Linked DNA regions of Zea mays: region 2 is linked to region 1. A link is a contact called in public Hi-C data. All regions are on one chromosome and are shown on one strand. Each heading gives the region's core, a stretch centred on a gene start, on an enhancer-like site or on the middle of the called end of the contact. The rest is flanking DNA. Distances are from core to core; before and after follow the strand shown.

Region 1 (3,572 bases), core at 1,056-3,555:
GGGGGTTTCGCGGCGGCTGCGGCACGCGGGCGTGTGGAGGATGGCTGGGCGTGCGGTGCAGGAGGCAGTTGCGCGTGCGGGTAGGGAGCGGGGGCAGTCTACACTGCCCCCTTAATAGTTAGTAGAGATATCTGTATTCGAGTCGACATAATGGCTACACCTAGCCGGATCCGACGACGTGTGGATTGGGCTTCATCGCTTAGGCCTAGCATCCTGGGCCGATAATGTAGTGTTGACAGTGAGGGAGTCCCTTGGGCGGCGGTGGCGTCGATGAATCCCTTCGGCGGCGGTAGTGGGGTGATGTGAAGGCGAATGTGAAGTTTCACGGAAGGTACGTAGTGTGGAAATATAGATATGGCCCAAATAGTCGGATACTCTATTTAGGACTTGAGTCACTGAGTCCTAAACTAGTTTGATGAAATTTAATAAAATTAGACCTCTGTTGGAAGTTATTTTTAACCGTAAGTCCTATATTTTTAAGACAAGACCATGTTTTAAGGCCATTGCTGTAGATGCTGTAAGACAAGAATGTAAAGTAACTGATGAATAGATTAATTTGATCAATTGGATGATGTCTCAATCTGTCGTACCCCTCGTATATGTAAGAATGGAGGTCTGAACCCGTTACTAAGAGCTTTTCAATAGATTTTCGAGCGATTAATCAGATACACACGTACGGGATAAGAACTCTCATCTGAATTAATCTAATAACGGATCGTCTGGGCTATTCTCGTGGATTGTCCGAGACACAAATCGTGCAGACCACATGACCAGACCGTACGACCATACCCAATTGCCAAATCTCGTGCTCAACACATGTGCTTTATGGTATCTCGAAATGTAAAGTAGCATATCTGTTTGTCTTCAGGATTGTTTTCATCTCCTTCTCTTTTCTAATATTAAACACTTGATCAACCTAATAACCATCATCATCATTTCTACATATTACTTAAAATAAACCACGAAATGTTCGTGGCTCGCTGGCTCGCTCGGTTTATGATCAGGTCGGTTCGGATCGACTCGTTTAAATTTTTTTACGAGCTGAGCTGACATCCTAGCTCAGCTCGTTAACGAGCCAGCTCGCGAGCTAAACGAGCTACCATATTCCAACAAAATAAAACTATATGCATATCATTTACAGAATAATTGATGAACATGTTATATATATGTGAGGTGTCTATGGCCTATGAATTAAACTAATGGTTAATGAACTATGTCTATGTGTTAATTTGGTCTATGCAAATATAATTATGGGTTAAACTGATGAACATGTATGTGAATTGTGAATTAATGAGTGATGAATTGTGCTAATTTGATGTTATATTGACGTGGTTTGTGAAACTATGAGTATAATTAATATTTTCTATTGTTAAATTAGTTTTAAATTAACTAAAAATAATTATTATGTACATTTTATTTTTTTCTGCTCTAGATCGCGAGCTAAACGAGTCAGTTCGAGCTCGTAAACGAGCCGAACCGAACTGACTCTGTGGCTCGTTACTTTAACGAGCCGAGCCGAGCTAGCTCGTTAGCTTAACGAGCCAGCTCGAACTCGTAACGGAGGTGGCTCGCCTAGGTGTAGCGGTGGGCGGCAGCGGACCAGCGGCGCCGTCTCGGCGCACCGGCGGCTGCGCAACCTATGTGAGCAAGTGACGACGCAACCTATCTGCAAGTCTGGATGTGAGGCAGTCAGGCAGATGATGTGTGGCGGCGCTTGGCGTTTTGGCGAGTATGAGCGAGCGGACCGCGTGGAGACTGGGGAGGGCGTGTTGTGGTGGCGTGGCGATGAAAACCAGACAAACGAGGCGTGAGGCGAGACGCAGATTGCAAGGGATCAACGTGACGCCGACCTCGTTCAATGGCGTTGAACAGCAGACTTTGGTCAAACAGGAAAAACAAAGTAAAAAAATCGATCCGGTTTTGGAACCAATCGATCGGGTTTTGGTTTCTGAAAACTAAAGTTTTAGGGAACCCAAAACCGAACCAAAATATTGGGTTAAACAATTGCCCAATTCATCGGTTTCTAACCTAAGAATTTTATGAAAACTATACGATTTTTTTTTAAAAAAATACAGAATCGCACTAGGTGCTAGTACATAAATAAAGAAAAAGAAAATCCGAACACACGAAGGAGCGTGCCTGGTGCTGGGACCCCAGCTGTCATCCGCCTGGCTAGTAACCGTAGGCAGGCAGTAGCATTAAAATCTTCCAAAAAATGGAACAGAAAAAGAAAATATAAACAGCCCCCCTCCCGTTCCACCCGCAACACTTCGCACTCTTCTCCCCCTCTTCTCTTCTCGTAGACGGCAGATCTCCAGGGGTGTCGCCGTCTCCGGCCACGGCGGCCGGCGCTCGGAGCATCGGTGGGGTTCGGTGCGGAGGTGGGCGGCCATGTACAAGAACCAGCTGCAGGAGCTGGCGCAGCGGAGCTGCTTCAACCTGCCGTCTTACACGTGCCTGCGGGAGGGGCCCGACCATGCGCCGCGGTTCAAGGCGGCGGTGAACTTCAACGGGGAGCAGTTCGAGAGCCCCGGCTTCTTCAGCACGCTCCGCCAGGCTGAGCACGCCGCCGCGGAGGTCGCGCTCGCCGCGCTCGCGCGGCGCGGCCCGTCCTACTCGCTCGCCGCCCGCATCCTGGTAAGCCGCGCGCGCGGGCGCCTCTTGCCCCCTATCCTTCCTCCTCCGCGTGCCCCTCGCTTTTGCGCGAGTAGTTTCCCCTGGCGTGGTATTTTTTTTAGTTCTATTTCTCGGGGTGCTTGTTTCAAACGCTTCTCGACGGTGGAATTTGGGGATATGCGGGTGCTTCTCGTCCGGGTTTAGTTGATCGTCTGTAGATCGCTCGAACCATCTGCTCCTGCAGTTCGTCACGGAGTTCTCGTGGGCTATTGATTATGCAGGGCGAGTCGTCCGCGTTTGCTCGGTTTAAAAAAAATGGCGTCTAGTTTGGCTGTTTAGTTCGCACCTCCTGTTCCAGCGCCGCGGCATGTACGTTCGAATCGTACATAATGTTGGCGATTTTGGAGAGATTTAGCAACACATCACCCGTTGCGTTTGAATCGTTCTAGTGGTATAATCTGTTTTCTTGTTTTTTTCTTTTTTTCTAAAAGAACGAGTTGTGAAGTCATAACTTTAAGAATCTGCTTGGATTGGGTTGGAGCTCGTGAGCAGCATGAATTGCAGGGGATAATTGGTACGGAAAGCTGTAACTCTTTTCGTGCAAAAAATTCCCGGTGCCTTTTCTTTTTTTTGTTAGTTTTAAAAGAGAGGATTCTTTTGATTCAAGAAAAAAAGGTTGCAATACTCGAGCCCGCTTATTTTTTCAGCCATCGGGTTAAAAAAAACTCTTCCTCATCTTTTATGACCAAAATACAATCATGTCGTTCTCTTGCCACTGTGATTTCATTTTTTTATTATAAGTGGGCGCGGATTAGTTAATGAACAGAGCTTAGTTCCCACTCTACGCGATGGATGTACTAAACGCAATCAAGCCTCTTAACTTGTTCGTACCCTGCGCCGGCCATTAACCCGCCACTATTCTTTAATCTCTCTCTCGCGCCGTAACGGTGACGTTG
Region 2 (3,467 bases), core at 829-3,328, 370 kb after region 1:
CAGTGACCATTGACCAGAAGAGACTGACAAAACAAACTAAAAATTTGAAAACTATACATTCAGAAGAGAAAGTAACTGAATCAAACAGATGGTATAGTTCATTGTTGTTATATAGGTAAAGTAGTAAAATTGTGTTTTCTAACCTGTTCTTTATGGTTAAGAACTGTAGAAAACTTGTCCCCATACTAGTCTAACACAGCTAGAGATGTGGATTTTCGCCCATCTAAGCATCTCCCAATAATTCTTAAGATGTCCAATTTCATAATTTTAAGCATGTCCCAATAATTCCTCAGATGCCCAATTTCATAATTGATTTTTTTGTCTAGTAATATAAAGGCTTCCAGATGCTTCAGGTGGGCTACAAACAGTTGAGCACTATACACTATGTGTTGTCCGCGCTAGCCAGTTCACCCAAAAGCTGTACAAAACACCGTTTTTGCACTATAGACCGCATTGTTCACAAAGGTAAGTTTGAAATGGGAGATGGAATGGGAGATACCATAGGTAAGCTAAAAAATAACACTTCGACAGAAGTAAGTTAAAAATAACACGCATCAGCTCACAATGCAGTATTGCATACAAGTATTGGAAACATGTGATCAAGCAAAACCTGAAGAAGCCTCCACGGTGAATTTGGCCATCTGATTGGGTCAGCAACCTGAGCAGAAGCTATCGTCCCCATAAACCAACTGATCCTTGACGAATCCTCTGTCTCAAATGCCATCTTGAACCTCATCCCCGGGCACCACTGGTTCCTCATCGCGTTCTGTACCGATGCAGCCTTCACAACAAACTCCGGTGTGCTAGCTCTCGGGTAGTACACAACTTCAAATGGTTGTCCGCTCGCTGCTAGACTTGCGGCGTTGACAACATCCGTGATCTTCACCTTCCCCCTACCTCTCATGTACCCACCATGACTCTTCATCATCTTACCCTCCTCATCCTTCAAGAATGCCGACAAGGCCCCATACCCCGGGGCGTTCCACCCAGACATGCACTCCATGCCACCACAGGACACCCGCTTGACACGCCGTATCCCGACGCACAGCTCGCCATGCTCAGTGCGCAGGAAGACGATGGAGTCCCCGGCGACGAGCTTCTTCTGGTTGACGAACGTGCTCCATCCCGTGGTGAGCAAATGCCGGCGCGGCGTGCCCCGGTAAATGTGGCGGAACTTCCAGACCTCCCCGTGCACGTCCTTGGCAAGCACCGTCTGCACCGGCGGGTCGGCCCGGTAGTCGAGCTTGGGGAAGATGGTCTCGGCGCAGTAGCGCGGCACCGAGAAGCCGCCACCGTTGTTGGCGTCGGACTGCGTCAGCGTCTTGGCGAAGGAAGAAAGCTTCTCCCGGGCGTCCGCGGGGTCGACGCTGAACTCATCGGGCTCTCGGAACTCCACCTCGCCGGGCGCGACCGGCACCAGGCGGATCTTGGCGAAGACCTCGTCGGTCTCCGGATCGGCCAGGAAGCGCACCCCGGTGACGCTGCAGAGCACGAGCGACGGGAGCGCTCGCGCCCCGGCGAGGTCCGCGGCCCCGCCGCCATGCGCGTGCTCCGCGTGACCCTGCGGGAAGTAGTAGACACGGGAGCGCACGGGCGGCATCTGCACCATGCCGCCAGCGCACGCGTGCCACAGCTGCGGGTCAAGGCACCTTTCCTCGGCCACCTCCTTCATGGCCTACTCCTCCTCCTCTTCGTCGTCTTCCTCCACCGCTACCAAATGCGGTCACTGTCCAGCAGAGCAACCTGCCACGTTCCCCGTTATTCACACGAATCCAAGTACCAAACCACCCTACGCAACCCACGAAACGAAACGAAAAGCAAGCAATTGGAACGGAACGGCGACAGCAGCAGCGATACCTCCTCCGTGAACGCCCATGTGTTCCAACTGGCAGATCATGGGGCGGCGGAACCGCTACTCCGGGAGAGACGTTGGCACCGGGCAAAGCAGAGCAGAAACCTACATCAGGGCCGGCATCGGCCGAGGCAACGATTCTCTCCGAGAACACCCCAAGCCTGCTTCGGTTGCTCGAGCCCAGGAGACGAAATCTAGACGGCGGCGAGGTGGGGAGAAGTTGACGGTGGTGGCGCGCGCTGCTACAGCGGCACACACAGTGGGTTGGAATTATGAGGTGGGAGGCCTCGGACACCTCTCCTTGTTGCGTGGGGGATCTTTAACAATTTGTCATCGATAAGATGGACACCTTTTGGTTAGCTAGTTTTAACACATACACTATATAATATAATTTCTTAAAAAATAACTGGTATATAAATTTTTATCAACTTATCGATCTTTCAAATCTCTAGAGCTAATTATTAGTTAACTAACAAGAAATTAACTAAATTAGTTGGGATGTTTTAAACCTGTTGGGACTATGCTTCGTCGCCGAAGGTCTTGTAGGAAGAAGCGGTTTTCGGCTGAAGCTGTTTGTATGGGATGGCCGAAGGTTCCTCCTCATGAAGCTTCGGTATTACAAACCGACTTAAAGATAGAATGACCTTTTAGTCCATAAGGGTCTGAGTCAATGTTGTAAACTTTTATGAGGGGCATAATTGTAATTCTTCACAGACTGTGTCCTGTGTCTATAAATAGTAAACAGTATTCCTTTACTGTTCACGGATTCTGATAATTGCAATCGCATCATTCGGGAACCAATCTTTGCCAAGGCAGAGGTATAACTGTATTCAATGATTCAATATATTATAATATAATTCGTTTATGATTCATTTACCTTCGATACCCTTTATTTTATGTTATCTTATACAATCTATTAAAATTCAATTACGAAGACTTAACCTTCGTAATCATATTCTCATTAACCTTTGTCCAAGGTTCATTATCCTCAAGGGAATAATGCTTCATGGACGAAGGACGTTAACATTTAACATTTTATGTTGCCTTGTTCTTAATTCATAGCATTTGAGAACAAGTCCCCAACATTGGCGCCCACCTCCGGTGAACTCACTTCCACTTTTTTGAGCTGATGGCTTCGTTCAACGATCAAGCTGGAGCTGCTTCGGCTCCGAAGCTGCTACTCCCAATAACAGGCGGTTCATGTTCAGAGCCAGCCAACAAGAAGCAGAAGAAGGAAGCACAGAGAAGGGTACAGCATGTTGGGGTGCAAGGACCCTTCATCAAGTCAAGATGGTCTCACATTCTTATTACCTTCTCCCAAGAGGACCTTCAACTCAAGGATTACCCACACAACGATGCCATGGTTATCTCTTGTGTTATCAAAGGATTTCTGGTCCACAATGTCTTGGTTGATACAGGCAGTGCAGCTGATATCATATTTGCTAAGGCCTTTAGGCAAATGCAAGAGCCAGAAGATAAGATTAATGATGCTACACACCCTCTCTGTGGCTTCGGAGGAAGACAGATTGTAGCACTGGGCAAGATCACCATGCCAGTGACCTTCGGATTCATCAACAACACTAGAACTGAGCAAGTTGTGTTTGACATTGTTGAC

The links. A called contact is a pair of places that touch in the nucleus more often than the background predicts.
Region 2: a contact with region 1 is called in a Hi-C map of leaf, with 3 times the contacts expected there. The contact joins the promoter of LOC100304210 here to the promoter of LOC100274309 in region 1. A contact is called at or near these places in 5 of 25 Hi-C or Micro-C datasets (ear, leaf, tassel and 1 more).

Annotation. Positions count from the first base shown.
Region 1 is chr1:236,019,295-236,022,866 of Zm-B73-REFERENCE-NAM-5.0, forward strand. It overlaps LOC100274309 (Double-stranded RNA-binding protein 2), which reads left to right and starts at 2,306. Exons shown (of 3, transcript NM_001148672.1): 1 at 2,306-2,637. The coding sequence starts at 2,392.
Region 2 is chr1:236,389,820-236,393,286 of Zm-B73-REFERENCE-NAM-5.0, forward strand. LOC100304210 reads right to left here and starts at 2,079. Exons shown (of 4, transcript NM_001165660.1): 1 at 1,858-2,079; 2 at 611-1,743. The coding sequence starts at 1,672.